4 separate regions of the Mus musculus genome follow, and regions 2, 3 and 4 are each linked to region 1. A link is a contact called in public Hi-C and HiChIP or PLAC-seq data. All regions are on one chromosome and are shown on one strand. Each heading gives the region's core, a stretch centred on a gene start, on an enhancer-like site or on the middle of the called end of the contact. The rest is flanking DNA. Distances are from core to core; before and after follow the strand shown.

What was found. Hi-C and Micro-C count contacts between places; a contact is called where the count stands out from the background. HiChIP or PLAC-seq counts read pairs in DNA pulled down with a chosen protein or histone mark.
Region 2: a contact with region 1 is called in a Hi-C map of pro-B cells, with 2.3 times the contacts expected there. The contact joins two enhancer-like sites. A contact is called at or near these places in 10 of 39 promoter capture datasets (the 3T3-L1 cell line, the C10 cell line, the SN4741 cell line and 4 more), 5 of 15 datasets of contacts at CTCF or cohesin (the NIH/3T3 cell line, embryonic stem cells, large pre-B cells and 2 more), 14 of 484 Hi-C or Micro-C datasets (the G1E-ER4 cell line, the HPC-7 cell line, bone marrow-derived macrophages and 5 more), 7 of 115 datasets of contacts at active chromatin or transcription factors (T-cell acute lymphoblastic leukemia, embryonic basal ganglia, embryonic hindbrain and 4 more) and 1 of 9 other capture datasets (embryonic stem cells).
Region 3: a contact with region 1 is called in an H3K27ac HiChIP or PLAC-seq map of large pre-B cells, with 4 times the contacts expected there. The contact joins two enhancer-like sites. A contact is called at or near these places in 4 of 39 promoter capture datasets (the SN4741 cell line, embryonic stem cells, liver and 1 more), 5 of 15 datasets of contacts at CTCF or cohesin (the NIH/3T3 cell line, embryonic stem cells, large pre-B cells and 2 more), 12 of 484 Hi-C or Micro-C datasets (the G1E-ER4 cell line, bone marrow-derived macrophages, differentiating embryonic stem cells and 3 more), 5 of 115 datasets of contacts at active chromatin or transcription factors (T-cell acute lymphoblastic leukemia, embryonic basal ganglia, embryonic hindbrain and 2 more) and 1 of 9 other capture datasets (embryonic stem cells).
Region 4: a Hi-C map of embryonic stem cells shows a contact between it and region 1, with 2.7 times the contacts expected there. The contact joins two enhancer-like sites. A contact is called at or near these places in 5 of 39 promoter capture datasets (the 3T3-L1 cell line, the SN4741 cell line, hippocampal neurons and 2 more), 5 of 15 datasets of contacts at CTCF or cohesin (the NIH/3T3 cell line, embryonic stem cells, large pre-B cells and 1 more), 70 of 484 Hi-C or Micro-C datasets (the AML12 cell line, B cells, the C2C12 cell line and 39 more), 7 of 115 datasets of contacts at active chromatin or transcription factors (bone marrow-derived dendritic cells, differentiating embryonic stem cells, embryonic basal ganglia and 2 more) and 1 of 9 other capture datasets (embryonic stem cells).

Annotation. Positions count from the first base shown.
Region 1 is chr11:119,892,306-119,896,508 of GRCm38.p6, reverse strand. It overlaps Rptor (regulatory associated protein of MTOR, complex 1), which reads right to left. Exons shown (of 34, transcript NM_028898.3): 29 at 3,851-3,957; 30 at 2,126-2,253; 31 at 1,504-1,590; 32 at 490-606; 33 at 1-89. Among named protein-coding and RNA genes, the nearest start is that of Chmp6, 19 kb to the left of the region's middle. Within about 2 kb of position 1,623, at least 51 of the 459 cell types and tissues checked have an H3K27ac peak or open chromatin away from gene starts, as enhancers often do. A contact at or near this core is called in embryonic stem cells and pro-B cells, where this site is marked.
Region 2 is chr11:119,433,460-119,437,589 of GRCm38.p6, reverse strand. It overlaps Rnf213 (ring finger protein 213), which reads right to left. Exons shown (of 68, transcript NM_001040005.3): 23 at 3,962-4,130; 24 at 2,762-2,902; 25 at 2,487-2,654; 26 at 530-1,679. Among named protein-coding and RNA genes, the nearest start is that of Mir1932, 45 kb to the right of the region's middle. Within about 2 kb of position 1,504, at least 42 of the 459 cell types and tissues checked have an H3K27ac peak or open chromatin away from gene starts, as enhancers often do. A contact at or near this core is called in pro-B cells, where this site is marked.
Region 3 is chr11:119,417,746-119,422,230 of GRCm38.p6, reverse strand. Rnf213 (ring finger protein 213) reads right to left here. Exons shown (of 68, transcript NM_001040005.3): 12 at 3,932-4,157; 13 at 3,003-3,058; 14 at 2,012-2,165; 15 at 753-917. Among named protein-coding and RNA genes, the nearest start is that of Mir1932, 30 kb to the right of the region's middle. Within about 2 kb of position 2,675, at least 56 of the 459 cell types and tissues checked have an H3K27ac peak or open chromatin away from gene starts, as enhancers often do.
Region 4 is chr11:119,619,137-119,623,489 of GRCm38.p6, reverse strand. The region is part of intron 1 of Rptor (regulatory associated protein of MTOR, complex 1); the gene reads right to left. Among named protein-coding and RNA genes, the nearest start is that of Rptor, 18 kb to the right of the region's middle. Within about 2 kb of position 1,354, at least 15 of the 459 cell types and tissues checked have an H3K27ac peak or open chromatin away from gene starts, as enhancers often do. A contact at or near this core is called in embryonic stem cells, where this site is marked.

The sequences.
Region 1 (4,203 bases), core at 374-2,873:
GCTGGCCCATGAAGCCATCATAGTATTTGATGTTGTTGATCAGCTCTCCATTTCCGTTGTAGATGGCTGTGAACTGGTTCATGGAGCCACTGTGGCAGGGAGGGAAAGATGGTCAGGATATTAGTTTCTGTCTCCCTGTGGTGCAAGAGAAAGACAGTCCAAGGAGCAGGCTGAGAGTTATAGCAAGTGGGGACACAGGCTAGGAGGTCCATCTCTGTGTCACCCTGAGGCAGGAAGTGGCTGCGCATCTGTTACTGTCAGGAAGAACCAGGCCTGTCCCCAGAGATGCCAGGGGGCAGGTCTTTGTTCTCAAAGCTGGATAAGGCAGGGGAGACATCTTTTGTTTTTATTTCATGGTAGTACAGTTACACCCTCTAAACTGTTCTTTCAAAGGTCCTGTGGAGGACAGAGACAAAGGCTGTACACTCTGAAAGGGCCTTCTGCTTAGAAACAGGGGGCTGCATGGAGGGAGGCAGGCAGGGTACCTACCAGGCGATCAGGTTTGCCTGGGGGTGGATGTCCAGGGCTGTCAGCCCCTTCACAATCTGCATTACATTCACAGACTCGGGCATCCGAGGGTCGAAGAAGCGCACATCTCCATTGACACTGTGAGAAAGGACCAGGGTGATGCTTGCTGGTGGCAACCTTAGGGATACTATCTGGAGCCCTGAGGGGGAGGAACCTGGCTCTGAAGGATGGCATAACTGGCCATGAGAAGTTTCAATGCCCACTTGCACATGCTGGTAAGGCCAAAGCCATGTAGACTCCCAGGACCCCTCCAAGTCAGGTGGAGCACAGATCCCCACGTCGAACCACCCCACTGGTCTTGGCAGCCAGGGTTCCCATCAAGCTGCCCCTCTCAAGCCAGAAAAGGCTAGGATTGACTAAAGGGAGATAGCATGCTCACACAAAGGGGGACACAGCAGGGTCAGAGAAGAGATTACAAGAAAGGCCAGGAACAGAGTTGTCAGAGGCAGAAGATGGCTGAGGGATCCCTCGCCTGTGCTTATAGCCTTCTGCTTCAATGTCCACTCCAAGAATTATGCTTTGCTTTATGCCACAGACAAGGGGGGAAGGAAATCTCTCTGAAGAAGTGGTGGCTTTGTGACAGTGAATTATGCTTTGCTGTCTCTTTAACAGCAGATAAAGATCCACTGCTCTCAGCACAGTATTTACTGAGCAGTGGGCCCGAGTTTACGTGCACAGGCTGGCTGGCACTGAGGTGACTTGCTAGGGAGGTGCCACCCACCTGGTGCATTCTGCTTTGCTGCTCCTGTGAGGGACACGCCTATCTGTGCATCTCCTCCTTCAGCCCAGCCTACCTGCCACCTCCACCCCGACTCTTGCTCTGCCCTCTGACCTTTCAGGCCAGTCACGGAGTTACTGTCAGTTACTGCCCTGAAATGCCAACAGTCCCTAGCTATTTAAACACCAAGAACATATTTAAATGGAGGGAGAATAATGTTTTCACAGCAAATGTCTCATGCATATTTTGCTCCTTACCTCACACTCACGATGTGGCCCTCAGGGTGCTTCTGCAGGTAGGCCTTTACCACCCACGCTGTGTGCTCTCGGTAAGTCATGACCCGGCTAAGGAGGAAGGTGTGGTCAGGACTGGCCCAGCCCAGTTCCTCTCCCCAACTGCTCTGCAGGAGGGAACTGCAGGTAGGGCTAGGAGGAGTGGGCTGAACTGGAGCTGGCAGCCCTGCCCTTGGGCGGAGCCTCAAGAGGACACCCAGAAGGAGGAGGGGCTAGCGAGGCTGTCCTAGGCCACCCCCTCATTTCTCTCTCCTCTGTTTACCCAGTTAGGGTCTTGAAGCCTGGGTGCCATTTTGAGATGAGGAAGACCTGGTCCTGCCTTAGTCAGCAGTTTAGTGAGGTCACTGTTTCTGTCTGTGGGGTCAACTTGAAGCAGCCAGACAGTGAAAGGTGAAGGTTGACCCCACTGAGCCTTCTCTCTAGCCCTGGGTGCCATCTTCTTGTCTGGTATCAGAGGTCCACTGTGCACTGCCGAAGACACTTCATGCTCACTGAGCAATCTGGACTTATTACTGGCAGTGGGGTGGCCTCTGCCATCTGGAAGGAGCTTGAATAGTGCTAAGGAGAGGGGAGATGTGACAGTTACCATTCACTGAGTGCCATCCTCCTGTCGTAGACACGGATCGAGCCATCACCCAGGCCAGCCACAATGAGCGAACGGTGCGAATCACAAGACAGACTTGTCACACAGCTGTCAGCACCCGTGGGGATGTCCTAAGCCCAAAGAGAGAGCAGTGAGGAGCCTCGAGCTGGCTGCAGGGTGTTCTGTGGAGATATCCTCTTCTCTCTCAGGCTGAGAAACTGGTCTCCACCTGCAAGGCTCTCACAGGCCAGAGGAACTGGGCCAAGGGTAGTGCAGGGTTCACAGGGCGTCAATCATGCCCTGATCTGCGATCTGCGTGAGAGTCTGCCCTGAGCCTGGCCTACCAGGCAGGTGGAGCAGAGCCTGTGAGCCTGGGCCTGGGCACAGCCTGGAAGGCAACTGTGGGGATGCCTGGTGCTCAGTGCCAATTAATCTTCCCAGCAATCTCTCCCTTTCCTGAAAAGAAAGGCGAAGCACATTTTGGCAGGGAGGGAGCCTCGTTAGCTCTCTCCTCAAGCCCCTAATTAGCCAGGGAAGAGCTGAGGGAAGGCTTCTCTGCTCCCCACGGTGGCCATAAATACTGCAGAAGGGCAGGGGGTGATGAATGGCAGCAAGAAGGAATGGGAGCTGGAAATGGGCCTCAGAGGGAAAAATGCCTTCTAATCAGATGGGGTGAGCCTGAGAGGAACCCGCGGGCTGGGGAGGGCTGTGAGTCGGGGAGGTTGTGACGGAGCCCCACTCCTGCCTTTGCAGCTGACGTGATGACACCCAAGGAGGCCCTGTACCTGCAGGAGCCCCACAGGGTCCCTGGCAGCACCCTTAGGAGTAGGAACAATCAGGCTCTCTCTCCCCACAGGGACAGGGACCCTGACAGCCAGGGCTTAACTGTTTGGTGGTAGTGTGGGGCTTGAGGATACATGGAAGCTTCCAGCGGGGGCCTTGACAGCTCTCGTCACTCCTGCCCCAACCCTTCTATCCCTCTGTTCTGTGACATAGCCATGATTTGTCAGGCAGGGCAGGTTGGGGAGTGCGGAGGCCTAGTATATGTTCTGTGTGTCTTTGGGCACCAGGAAGACAGACATCCCTCAGCTATCTGTGTGCTATTCTTACAGCATCTGTGATTTCTGCCTTGGACCTGAAGGAGGTAGGTGCAATTGGACTCTGACAAGGAAGCCCAAGTATCTGAAGCAAAACCAATACAATCTATTAAAATGGAAAATTTGGAGCTGGACTGGTCTACAAGGTAAGATTATGTCTCAAAAACAATCAATCTTGAAAATAAAACATGGTTTAAGTTAGGGGCTGAATTCCAGCTCAGGGGCAGCGTGGGGAGGTGCTTAGCATACACAGGGCCCTGTCTTCTATGTGCAGCATCACAGGGTAAGAAGAGAGACGCAGATGTCAAACAGTTAACAGTTCTCATGTAAGATACTTCACCCCACTGGTATCTGATATTCCCTAATCTGCATAGAGAAAACAATATTTGGAAATAACTTGGGTTAGCATAACCTTAATTATTGCTGTAATGCAGGGTCAAAGTGCCACAATCAGTGTGTACCCAGGAATAATTAGCTTTTCACCTGGCAGCAAGATGCCCCCATGTGCCTCCCACACAGATATTGGATGGCAGCTGCTGACTCATGAGGATGGGGTCTATTAGGTGAGTTGGGAGCATGCAGTTGGGGCGTGATGAAGCGTGGGGTCTCTGTAGGGGCCTGGAGTGGTTACCTGCACCTTCGTCTCCCGGTCAGTATCCCAGATCCTGACAATGCGCACGTCCCCTGAGCTCATGAGAAGGCCAGTTTCTTGTTCCCAGTCTACCACCATCCCAGCTCCTGGGGAAACAGTGGTGTCACTATGTCAAACAATGGCTCAGGCGAGATGGGGCTGTACTGGGCATCCCCTCACTCATGTACGGCTGGGTTACTTCAACAACGCTCCGATGAGCTCTGTGCTCTCCCAGAACCTTATACACTCCACCCACCCATGACAGTGAATCACAGACAACAGGGTCTCGGAATCTCTGTCCACCAAATACATCCTCTGTAACTCTGAGACATAAAGAGCAGGTCACATTTTAG
Region 2 (4,130 bases), core at 255-2,754, 460 kb after region 1:
CCCAAATCTACAGACCAAGAAGAAGAGAATATAGAGATATTTTAGAAGCGATTCTGATTCAAGCCAGATGCTGTGCACCGCCACTTCTTAGCAGCTTCATTAACCATGGATCTTCAGGTTCCCTGTCCACCATCCACTGACCAACTTTGCCCTTTTCCTGACTACTGACGGCGCAAGTCAGCGATGGCCAAAGGTAGAGTGTGGGGAACCAAATTCTCCCAACAGAAAAGGGTTGTTCAAGGAAGAGAGGACAGGATGAAAGGAAACAAACAGCAACTGAAGCATGGTCAGGGTTTTTTCTCACTCAACCACAACCAGCACTGATGCCAGAAGCCAGCAGCACTCCCAGAGGAAAGAAACTGCAACAAAGTCTGAAGGAGGTGGTCAGGAACTGTGAGAGGACAGAGTTCTCAGTGGCTTACAGCTAAGGAAGAGCCAAACCCCTGAAGAAGGGCTTCATCAGAGTCAGCCTTGCTAGAGAAGGAAGTGTCAGTGGGCAGTATCTGGGAGAGGGGACCTCTTTCATTACCAACGCCAGCTCTTTCAGAGGTCACGATGCCAACACACAGCCCGTCTCTGAATACAGTTGCTGCTGACAGGAGCCGCTTCGGGACCTGATAATGGCTCTGCAGGTAAGCTTGGATGTTCGGGAGCGGGGCCTGGGGCACCAGGGGCACTTTGTACTGGCTGAAGGTGGAGGGGATATAGCAGTGCTCCCGGGCAGCATCACAGAGTATCACCAACTGGTAGTCTTCACGGTGCGCTCGTGTGCACAGGCTCTGGAAGAACTCCTCTGCCTGGCAGCCCACTTCATAGCTCAGCTGGTCTGCAAACAGCAAGCTGTAGACCTTGTGCCCCTGGGAGCCCGAAGTGAGGCAGCGCCGCAGGAGTAGTTCCACTTCCTCAATTGTGGTCGCTGGGGTGCAGAGCAACACCTCATCAAAGGTGGGCAGGGGCTGCCTGGGGGCCTGCATGTAGATGGCCAGTGCAGCTGGCAACACCTCCGAGTGGCCACACAAGATCAGGTTAGGCTGGCCAGCCTGCAGGCCTTTGGGGAGTGGCCGCTCCACAGGAGTGCCACCCATCGTGGCCAGATGAGCAAGGCATCTACCCAGGGCATCCAGGTCCAGACAGTGTGGCAGGAAGGCACTCATGTACACGAGGGATTGCATCATAATAACCTGAAGCTTGCCCATTAGGCTGGGCTCAGAAAGCAGCTGCTGGGGCAACTTTTTCATAACCTCCCGCAGGCAGTATCTGTCAGCCTTGCTTTCACAGGCACTGGTAGCTTGTACGAGGTCCTGGACAGTGCATTTGCCTTTAATGAAGGATAGCATCATGAGGGCAGCTTCACTAGGTCTGGGTTTCCTGAGCTCACTGCTTAGGTAGACCAGCTGCTCAGCTGTGTAGAAGTTGAGGTAAAAGTGTTCAGCTCTCTTCTGGGCGACCACTGTTTTCCAGTTATCTAGGAAGTCCTCCATCTGCCTGCAGAGGGCTCCCAGGAGCTGTATGACATCTCCCTTCTCTGTCAGCTGGCTCAGCAGCTCCAAGCCAAAGTTCATGAAGATGCCCCCGTCAGGGCAACAGTAGACCTTAGCAGTCCAAGTCCTGAACAGCATGTTGCCCGCGCAGTGCAGTTTTATGAAGACATGTACAAGCCGCTGCATGTTGCTGAAGACCTGGGGGAAAGGGAACCATGAGGCCAAAGCACACGCCTGTGGGGAAGACACACTACCCTACACACACCTGCCTGCTATTAAGCCTTTGGAGTGGTAAAGGGCTTAGGCTAGCTCACTTTTCACAGAAATCTGCCTAATAGTCATCACACCACAGCCTCTCCATAGTTATTCGATCGGCTTAACAAGGAGCACCCATCGCCTTTTTGCCTTTTTCTTTTTCTCTTTTTGTTTTTTTTGTTTTTTTTTTTTTTTTTTTTTGAGACAGGGTCTCAGTACGTATCCCTAGATATCCTAGAATTCACTAGGGAACCAGACTGGCCTTGAACTTATAAAGATTCCTCCTGCCTCTGCCTCTCAAATGCTGAGACTAAAGATGTGTGCCACCATGTCCAGGGAAAGACAAAGGATGTCAATGTAAAGACTGTATGGGTATGTGTGTGTTTGTATGTAAAGGCATGGTCTCGTATTTCCAGACTGGCCTCAAATTCAAGACCCTCCTACCTCAACAGGAGTATGGAGGCAGTGAGGTGATTGTTTCTAAGAATATCTGTTGGCCATCTCTTCTCCACAGCTGGTCACAGTTCCTCCTGAGGCTCCTGAGGAGGACCTGCTGCTCATAGGGTCTACCCTACTTCAGATATGTCTCTGGCGTTGTGAATCGGGGTACTACATCCTGCAGACCCATGGCAGAGCTGTGTTGACCAAAAGCCTACACAGACCCTTTCCATAGCTCAGTAACAAAAGTGACTGGCCTAGCTTGACGCCAAAGTGGCCCCTGTGGGCAGCAGCACAAACCTATCTGCTCACCTCTGAAAACTTCTCCACTTCTGTATTGCTGTTGTGGTCTTTCTTTCCAGACATGAGCATCAGCTTATTTAAAAGTTCCTTCAGTTCCTCTGTGGAGTAGGTGCGCAATGCCTCGGGGTAACCATGGCCATCAGGGAGGAGGAGGCGGAGAACAGTGTCTGGGGAAATCTGGGGGGCAGCACACATTTATAAGTTAGTTCCTGCACAGAGTCCCATAACTTTATAGCAAGACCACAGGGCCATACAAAACTGCACCAGGACTTTGGGAGGCTCACCTTCTGGCCATCTTTGGGTGCCTCAATAACGTAGACGCCCCTGCTGTTGATTGCTGTGGCGAGGGACAGAGATGAGAGCTCCACAGATCCATGGCTTTCCTTCACTGTCTTCAGCCACTCCAAATTTCTGGCAGAATCTTTCTATTGGGACAGAAGCAGAGAACAGGCTGGAGTGAGTAGACATGTCCTCACTGGCACTCAGCTGCCCCCCACCCCCACCCTGTTGGCATCACACATGAAGTGTCTGTCTATGCCCCACCCCCAGCACACATGCAGTGTCTGTGCTTGGGCGTGTCCCTTGGGGCTCTGTCGTGCAGCATCTTCACCAGTCAGGCTTCCCCCACTGCTCCAGAAGCCCTAGATGGCAGGTGCAGGGCGTTAGAGCATCTGGGTTTATTAGTGATGAGAGAGAAACAGCCACATATGCACTGCACAGCTCACCACAAGAGAGAAATAACAGAACGAGCATTAGGGAGCCTCAAGCTTTGCTGTTTCTTCTTCTTTTTGAAAATTTCTTACTTTGAGCAAGACATCCAACTTTAATCCTAGCACTTGGGAGATAGAGGCAGGACAATCTTTGTGAGTTAGAAGCCAGCCTGTTTTCAAACAGATCTTCCTGCCTCTGCCACATTAAAAAGTGTGTGCCACCATACCCGACTTATTTCATTTTGTGTGCATGAGCATTTGCCTTACATATGCATGTGCATGTGTGTGCCTGGTTTATATATGCATGTGCATCATGTGTGTGCCTGGTGACATGAGAGGCCAGAAGAGGGTGTTGTATCCCCTGGAACTGGAGTAATGCAAGGTTGTGAGCCACCATGTGGGTGCTGGGAACCAAACCTGGGTCCTCTGCAAAAGCCACAGGGGCTGACCCATTCTTAAGCCTGAGTTGTAGTTTCTTAATGGTCGTTTACAATTTCTGAGGATGACCAGTGGAGAAAGGAAAGTTGCGTTATGGGCTGTCATTTGCATGTGAGCTTTTCATAGGCATGGTCCTTCCAGCCATCCTTCCCTGAGGCAGAGACCCAACATGCCATTTTGTATGACTTCCTGACTCAAGAGAGAGCACATATTCCCACGCACAATGGGGCTCTGTCATGAAGCAGGTATAGCAGTGGCAGCCTTGCCAAAGCCCTTGAGGTCGGCAATAGTAGTACCTATTACACTTAATCTGCCTTGGGTCCTGAGGAGGCTTACCAGCTTATCGGGAAGGTGCTGGTCATTGTCCAGGGCCCTCCAGAGTTCCTGTAGATGATTCATGAAGTCAGAGAAATTTGTTCTTTCATCCATCTTGTACAGCAGAGAAGCATAGCCCTGCACGGCATCGTGGAAACAGGCCACCCGGTCCACATCAATGTCATTCTCT
Region 3 (4,485 bases), core at 1,426-3,925, 480 kb after region 1:
AAAACAAAAGTACAGATAAGCTCACTCCACTTATGCACTTTCTAATTAGATATTAGAAAGCCTTCAGTATATTCTTTTCAAAATACAGTCACTTTTGCATTACACGGTGCTGCCGAGATAGCCGGGACAGCCACAGGACTCTACCTGATTCCCCAGTCCTTGGTCACATCTTACACAAGTGTCAGGACTGAAAAACTGACTAAAACCTAATCTCCAGGCTTTGGGTAGAGGGTCTCTATTTTTTCTGCACGTTTCCTTTTGCCAGCTCGGGATGAGCCTTTCATACCTGTGACTGTCATATTAGCCGCAGGCACCATGTGCTTCTGGAACACTTCCGGGTGATGAACCCAGCAAGTGCCCAAACCCAAGCCCATCTCTGCAGGACCGTAGCCTCTCAGCCTTTCTGCGGGCACATCTGACTATTTCCCCACAGAAGAACTTCCTTTCTACCCTCTGCCATCCATTTCCATGTCACACACCTAGCTTACAGCTCCAACATGGCCTCCCACATCCCCAGCTGTAAGCAGCATTCCTGACACTGTATCTCCATCACCTCACAGCAAAGGGACCAGCCAGGCCCAGCATCACTTCCCATCAGGCCATGGGTTGTCAAGGTCCCTTCTTTACAGAAGGAACTCCCTGGCTAGAGTTCAGGCCATGATCACAGCCCTTGATCAGTAGGGATGGTCCCCAGTCCCCTATGTCCACACCTATATGCCTTTGGCAGCTTTGTAGCTCCCGGGAAGGCTTACCGCCATCTCTTCAGAATAGGTAAGTCGGACATAGGCTGAGCTAATGGAGAGCATGCGACTTTTAAACAAGCTGCGCAGCCAGTTTCTCGTGGTGGCCAGGGCCTCCTGAAGGGTGCTTGTCACCAAGTCTTCGTAAGATTTTTCGGGCAGCCCCTCGTCAGTATGCTGTAGACACAAGAGAGGGATTACAAAATCTATAGTCACCATCGATCCAGAAGACCTGAGTCTGATCCCCAGAACCCATAGGATGGAAGGAGAAAATTGACTCTTACAAGTAGTCCTGACTTCCAGACCCAGACCATGGTGTGGGCTCTGTGTCTCTGTCTCTGTCTGGGTCTTTCTCACATACACTCATGCGTGCACATGCAAATGCACATACATGCATACATACACGCAGTATAAATTTTGTAAAGAAAAACTAAAAGGAATAACATTAAAATATACATTTAACTATCTATCTCCCATCGATAAAGTCAGAGTTGTGTTTGTGAAGAAAGTCAGTGAAAAGACAGTGAAAAAGTCCGCTAGCATTTCCAAATGGAGGCGCACAGACTCAGGTGGGGGAGTGACCCACAACAATGAGAGAACACTATCTCAGCTGCACAAGGCAACTGAAGGTGACAAGAAGAATCAAGTTCAGAAGCCGGGCGTGGTGGCGCCCAGCAGAGGCAGGTGGACTTCTGAGTTCGAGGCCAGCCTAGTCTACAGAGTGAGTTCCAGAACAGCCAGGGCTACACAGAGAAACCCTGTCTCAAAAAACCAAAAAAAAAAAAAAAAAAAAAAATCAAGTTCAAAGAGAGGTAGGAAGATCTGACGAGGCAGCCACGGAATGCAGCTCTCTCCGGCAAGCACAAAGGACTGCAAGCTGGTGAAGGTGCAGGTGTACTGGGCCACCTCTAGGGACACCAATTTTGCTCTTCAGTTTAACTTAAAGTTCCCAAGGGGAAAACAAGGAGTGGACCTGTGCTCAGGGTAGGATGGTCCCCAGTGTGTTCTGTCAACAGTGGGAAAGAAGTACCCAGTTAACAGTGGGGTTCTGCTCTTTAGCTTGCCCTTGGACATCAGAAGCCTGGCCTACCACCTCCCTCCCTCCCTCCAACCCAAGCCCCAGAACTGCCTCCAGCCCAGAGAGAGCTCAGCTGGAACAGAGAGCCTCAGTCAACTCCCTCATGGCTGAATCAGCTCGGATTCCCTTTCAAATTGAGGTTACCGGAAGCCTACGCCTCCAATACAGTGTCAGACGAACAAGTCCCACTCACCCCTGGAGGACTGAGCTCAAGCAGTTTACAGATAAGCTCAGCAGACAGGGCAGGAATCTCAAAGAACTGGTGGTTAGCTGTGATGTTGCAGACAGTTTCATGGAGGGTCAAACACTCAGTCAAGTAGATCTGTAGCAGGTTCTCCCCAAAGATCCTACCCAAAAAAAGTACAGAGAAATCATTGAAATAGGTGAGAAATGAGAATAGCGAAGAGGGGAAGAAAAAGGTTAAATTAAAAAGAGCGGGTCCTCTGTGTGGGGTGTCTCCTGGCCTACACGTGCTGGTTCGTGTTTACTGAGTGTGTTTGCACACGGGGCAAGCAGGGGTTTAACTACTCAGCATGCCTGACATGCTGGGTTTCAATCCTCAGTTTGCAAAAGAAAAAGGGGGTGGAGGCTGGAGAAAGGGCTCAGTAGTCAAAAGCACTTGCTGTACTATCGGAGGACTTAAAGTCTGGGTCCCCACAGAACAAATGTCTGTGACTCCAACTCATGGCAGCTGCAGGCTGAAGTCAAGGCAGAAAAAGATCTGACCATCAGCACTGGTCTCTCCCCACTTCCTGACTTCAGATGCAGCTCGAGACCTGCTTCCTGCTCCCCTGACAGGGCTTCCCCACCGGTGTGGACTGTAGCCCTCAAACAGTGAGAGAGAACTCACCCTTCCTCCAACTGCCTGTGCTCGGCTCCTGGTCAGAGCCAGGGGAACAGGAAGTCATACGATCACGTTTGACTTCTCCAAACGCCTGATTGCCTCCAGATGGAAGCCAGGACTCGGGAAGTACCGTGAAGGGACACACAGCAAATGGAGCAGGGGCAAACCTTGATCAGCCAGAGCTGGACACACAGCGCTTCATGGCTTGGAAAGCGTGGTGTTGGTTTGCAATCTCCCCAGTGAGGCAGCATGTGTGCAGGAAGCTGTGGCCAGCAGGGACAGCCACCATTCCTCCCAGAGCTGTGTGGAAAACAAAGCTGCCTTTGGCCTCTCTACTTACCTGTGCTGATAAATGTCCACAAGGTGCATCAGCATTTTAAAGACGTTCTCGACATCCTAAGACAGTGAAGAGAAGGGAGGATGTAATCTTGACGTGGCTGTGTTTGTGGAGATTGAGCCAAGAAAAGAAAGGCCTCTGGACACACAGAGCACTGATTCCAAACAGCTACGCTTCTGCCTCACATTAGTAAAGTCACAATACAAAATCACAAGGCTTTCTGTCTTCTGAGCATACCTGTGTGTGTGTGTGTGTGTGTGTGTGTGTGTGTGTGTGTGTGTGTGTGTGTGTGTGTGTTTTCACACGTGTGTAGTAGACTGTGTTTGCTCAGAAGCCATCCATTTGCTTCTGAGACAGCATCTCTCATTGGCTTGGAAATCACCAGTTAAGTGGCTGGACAGTAAGCAAGGATCTGGCCCCTGTAAGTGCAGGCCACAGTGTGCTGGGAGTCAGTGTGGTTCCATTCATTCAGATCCTCAAGCTTGTGTGGCAGGCAGGCACTTTACCAAATGGACCATCACCCAGCCTGATAGATCCATGTTCTCTGTGTGTCTCAGGTCACACCCACCCTGCCTTAGAGTTCCACCAAGCACAGCTGTTTAAAGAAATTAAGATAGAAGTTGAAAAAGCTATTGATAAACTCAGGCAAACTAGCCTTTGCCCACAGGAAACATCACCACACCTAGCAGAACCAACGTCATTACATCTGACTAAATCTACACGCCACCACCACCCCCACCCCACCCCTCTCGTGTGTGTGTGTGTGTGTGTGTGTGTGTTTTCACTCCTCCCTCACTCACCTCTCTTTCCTTGGGCTTGTGGTGCTGAGGATGAGACTCGGGCTTTTGCTCTAACACTGAGTGCTCCCCGCCCTGTGGCAGTTAACCTGTTCTTCCTAAGCCAGCACTTGCTAACCTGTCCCCACAACACACCTTCTTCATGTTCTGGTTTGAGATCTTCCTTAGCCCTGGAAGACGGTATGAAATCCCTTGCAAACAGTCCAGGACCCTCACGGGCACATCACTCAGGTAGTCTATGGAGTTCTCCAAGTAGGAAGATAAGCTTTCAAGAGGGACCACGCTGAGCCAGGAGCGGAAGAGGTACTCATCCACGCGCAGCAGGGCCATCTTACTCTGCATGAACTGGAGGGGCTGGCTCCTGGGGAAAGGCAACACACGGCACGGTGAGACGGCAGCAGTCAGGACAGCAGGCTCTGATCTAAAGGGTTGCAATGCTTTGTGGGAAACGAAAGTCAAGGTACCCCTGAAGACTGGATGATTCCTTCCAGACCATGAGGGGCTCTCTGCTTCATCCTGTACCATATCAGGGGCAGAACTGGATGGAGCGGCAAGCTTTGTGTGGATTCAGTTGGCAGAAACTGAGACCCAAGAGCCCAGGGTGACTGCTCATCCCTGTCGCTGTGGTCAGCCTGCATCAGGATCCAATCCAACAACTGTCTTGGTTCTTAGCCCCACACCACCACCAC
Region 4 (4,353 bases), core at 105-2,604, 270 kb after region 1:
GAGTCCCAATCCCCTAGTGGGTGTTGAATGACCACAGCACAAGGGCTGCCTAAGGCCATCGGAAAACAGATACTAACACTACGTTCATAACAGTAGCAAATTACAATTATGAAGTAGCAACAAAAATCACTCTGTGGTTAGGGGTCACCACAAGAGACGCTGTATTACAGGGCCCCGGCATTAGGCAGGGTGAGAACTAGTGCTCTACAGGCAGGACTTCGACTAGAGCACACATTACACTTCACTACTTCCTGCCACTTCACACTCTGAATCATGCTAATCATGGTGTGCACGCCCACTCCGTTCCTGTACTTTCCCATTTCTTGTCATCAATGAACTTGATCAGCACACTTCCAAATTCTTGCCCACAGAAATGACAACGGACTGACAAGGACACTGGATCCCCTGGAACTGGTTACATACAGATGATTCTAAGTGGCCATGTGGTGGATAGAAACCAAATCCAGGTTCTCTGGAAAAGCAGCCAGTGCCGTTAACTGTGGAGCTCTCTCTCCAGCCCCAAGTTGCTGATTTTTTTTTTCTTTTTCAGTGCCCAGGGCTTTGGCAAGCTAGGCAAATGCTCTCAGTGAACTATATGACAGCCACATAAAATTATTTAAATTATTGAAAAATCCAGAAACAGCCTGCCTAACAGTAGAAATGAGTTTCATACATGACAGTTACCCCTGTAGTTAAAAATGTATGATTCCAAGGAAATCCCCCAGATGATGGAGCTAAGATCAATCAGGAAAGAGCCAGGAGTAAGGAGGCCATGCTCACACATGGTGACCAGCCCTGCTTTTCCAAATGGCTGTCAAGAGATGATTTTCAAGTTCCAGCTCTAAAATACAGACAGAGCAGTCAATCACAGATGTGTCCGGTGACTCCACACAACACTGTTGGGCATACTCCCACAGTCCTAATCTTTGGCACTAAAATTATTAACAGAGTAAAGGCTAATCTAAGAAGCTCAGGTAGAACGTCATTGCAACCTTCCTGACTGAATTCACTTCACTACCAACAGCCTGAGGAAGAACATGGTTGTAAAAAAGGTTGAACATTTCTCAGCTACATAATCACCAACCTCTTTGAAATATCTTAACTCCTTCCCATGTTTTAAAAGGACACTCCCTTGGAAAGAATGGCAGCTCCCAGTGAGTGACATGTAGCAGGACATGAAGTGAGAGGGTCTGAGCCTGACTTGGGGTGGGGGGTGGGGGGCGCCTATCCCTTGGGCAGATGGTCGGTGTCAATGTAGCAAATCTCTAGCCACAAGACTAGGAAGAGTCCAGAGAGCCTTTGATGGCTACCAAGGTGGGCTGTGACTCTGCAATCAAAGCAACAGCCTGAAGGGGACTAAGAAGCCAGAGCAGAAAACCTGCTCTGACCTTAGCTAGTGCCACTCCCTCCCAGGAAGGGTGCGTGCATGAACACTTGGAGAAACAAGTAACAAGACTAACTGCTGCTGCCCGTGGAAGCTCAAGTACAGGCAGAAGGACTGAGTGAAGGCACAGCCTGACTAGTCTGCGGCAAGTCCTGCTTCCTCTCTAAGAGAACTTCCTGTGCCCTAGAAAAAGGCAGGAGGGCAAAAGAAAAAAAGAAGGAAAAAAAAAAAAAAACACAATGCACTCCTTTCTGTCAGATTGTCTCCTGGGTCCCCAGCTCCTTTATTCTGTGAGGACTCACCTCAGCCAACAGCAATCTCTGTCCCCACCTGTGGGACAGGCCCTTCTCTAACTTCTGTCCAGGCCCTAGGGGAAGGGGTGGCTACCTCCTGCTGTTATCTTCCAACATCTCAAGTTTTCCTTTCTTTCAGTCTAAAATCCTGACAAACTAATTCCTTACATAAAGCCTTCTGCTGACATGTGCAGCAGGTTCTCTGTCATCTTTCTGGATGCCAAGAGCCCTCATAACACATCAACTCAGACACAGCTCTGAACCCACAGAGTCCGATAAAGACTGTCCTGTCACTTAATAGCACTGAGCAGCTGAAAAATCCTGCTGACCAGAAACCACATCTGGCAGGTGTCCGGTTTCACCAGAATAGCCCACTCTAGGGACAGCTGGGCTGAGTTCAGGGGGACACTGTGCCTTTGCAAATCACTTTCACCCTCAGACCTCCAACTCCCTCCTTGAGCAGCCAACATCTCATGACTTCCGAGGTACCCTCCAAACCAGATGTAAATGGGTAAGGTGAAGACTGAGAAGGAAATGGTTAACATCAGCTAACGAAGAAGAGAAGAGATGTCTTGGTCAGTGAGCCAGGTGTGGTGTGTGCACTTGTAATCCAGCGCTGAGGAAGTAGGGACAGGGCATCTCTGAGTTGCCTTGGTCAGTGTCTCTTCATGGCAATAGAACAATGACTACAACAGTGACCCAAACTGCCTGTAGAAGCAAACAGGGACTCCACGTGAACACAGACACCCTTCCTCTCAGGCTCCTCCAGACTCACACAAATAATTTACAACAACAAAAACAAGGAGTAGGCTGTAGAGCTGGCTCAGAGGTTAAACGCACTGTGTGTCCTTCCAAAGGTCCTAAGTTCAATTCCCAGCAACCACATGGTGGCTCACAACCACCTGTAATGAGATCTTCTGGCCTACAGACACACATGCAAGGCAGAACACTGTATACATAATGAATAAATTAAAAAAAACAAAAAACAAAGAATAAGAAGAAACAGCAAGCTGGGTGTAGTGGCCAGGCCTTTAGTTCCAGCACTTGAGAGGCAGAGGTGATGGATCTCTGTGAGTTTGAAGCCAGAGAAAAGTACATAGTGGTGAGACTTTGTCTCAAAGCACAGGAATAAACAAGTGCGGGAAGATGTCCAGCAGAAGCAGCAGAAGCCCCCAAAGCCAGAGGATGGAACTGCCATGGAGGCAAATGTGACCTCCACATGCCTGGGGACACCTACATCCTCACACCGAAAGACTGGAACAGGATGGTTACTAGTTTAAGTAAATTAGTAATAAATAAGAGAATTACCTAGAATCTAAGAGGGGGGGATTCAGATAACAACAGGCAGCAGTTTAGACACTGGGAGAAGAAAATGGAGGGACATCACAACAAAGAGCAAAAAGACAAAGGACAACACAGACAGACAGAGGTATACTCTAACTAGGAGTTCAGCATGATCCTCCCGCCCCTGCTCCCTGAACACTGGACTGTAGGTGTCCACCACCACACAGGGTTCTCCCACGCTAGGGGATCAACCAGCGCATCAAGCTTGCTAGGTAAACACTGCCCAGTGAGCGACAGCTCCAGACAGGGTTGTTTTGGTTTGTCTTTTTTTTTTTTTTTTTTTTTTTTGAGGGGTGGTGGTGGTGGTTGTTTTTAACTGATGAAGGCACTAAATCACAGACTCAAAAAAAAAAAAAAATCCTTTAAGTTCATAGGTAAAATGGGCAGAAATACCCACCCACCCCGAGAAAACAGGAAGTTTCTTGAAAGCAGTGGAGAGAAGTGAAGCCAGCCAACATGAAGAGAAGCGCCTTGCCAACTAGCCAGGCCCTTCACCTAGCTAACATCAACAGAAGCCCCTAGTGAGACTGCATCTACAAGCCTGTAAGAAATATCAGGGAAAATATTCTTCAAGAATCGGGGCTGAATAAAGATATTTTCTGAGTAATAAATTTGATGTCACCAAGCCCTTGTGAGAAGAAATTCTAAAATCTTTCCATTAAAATGAGGAATCCCACCCAAAACTCAAGGGGGTGGGGCTGGGAATAAACCAATCACAGACAGAAACAAACAAAAGAAATGACTTCTGGGACCTTGTGCTGTAACTGTTCTCCTCTCCTCTGTGCTGCCTCGACTGCTGTTACAGAAGAAGGCCAGGTTACTTCACAAAGAGTAAAGGAGAGAGATTAGACATTTCCAATGCATTTTTTTTAAGTATAAATAAGATGCTAGATTTAGGACTAAATAAAAAAAAATTAACTGCTTTAATTAAAAGATAAAAATCAAGCCAGGCAGTTGTAGCACATGATTTTAGTTCCAGCACTCAGGGAGCAGAGGCAGGCAGATCTCTAAGTACAAGGCCAGCCTGGTTGTCCTGGAAGTGAGTTCCAGGACAACCAAGGCTACACAGAGAAACCCTGAATCATGTAGACAGACAGACAGATCATCAGGCTGAACTAATAGCTGTTTACACAGACATATGGAGCACAAAATGATACAGAAACACTGACCTACATAAAGGGATGGAAAATAAGCAACAGAGAACCTGGTCGGTGCCTGGTGTTAACAAGGCCAAAAAGATCTGAAGTAAAAAGCACTGTTATGGGTTTAAAAAGCCACTTCCAAGTGATGCAGACTCAGAGTGTATAACATGACAGCACAGCCTCAGAATAC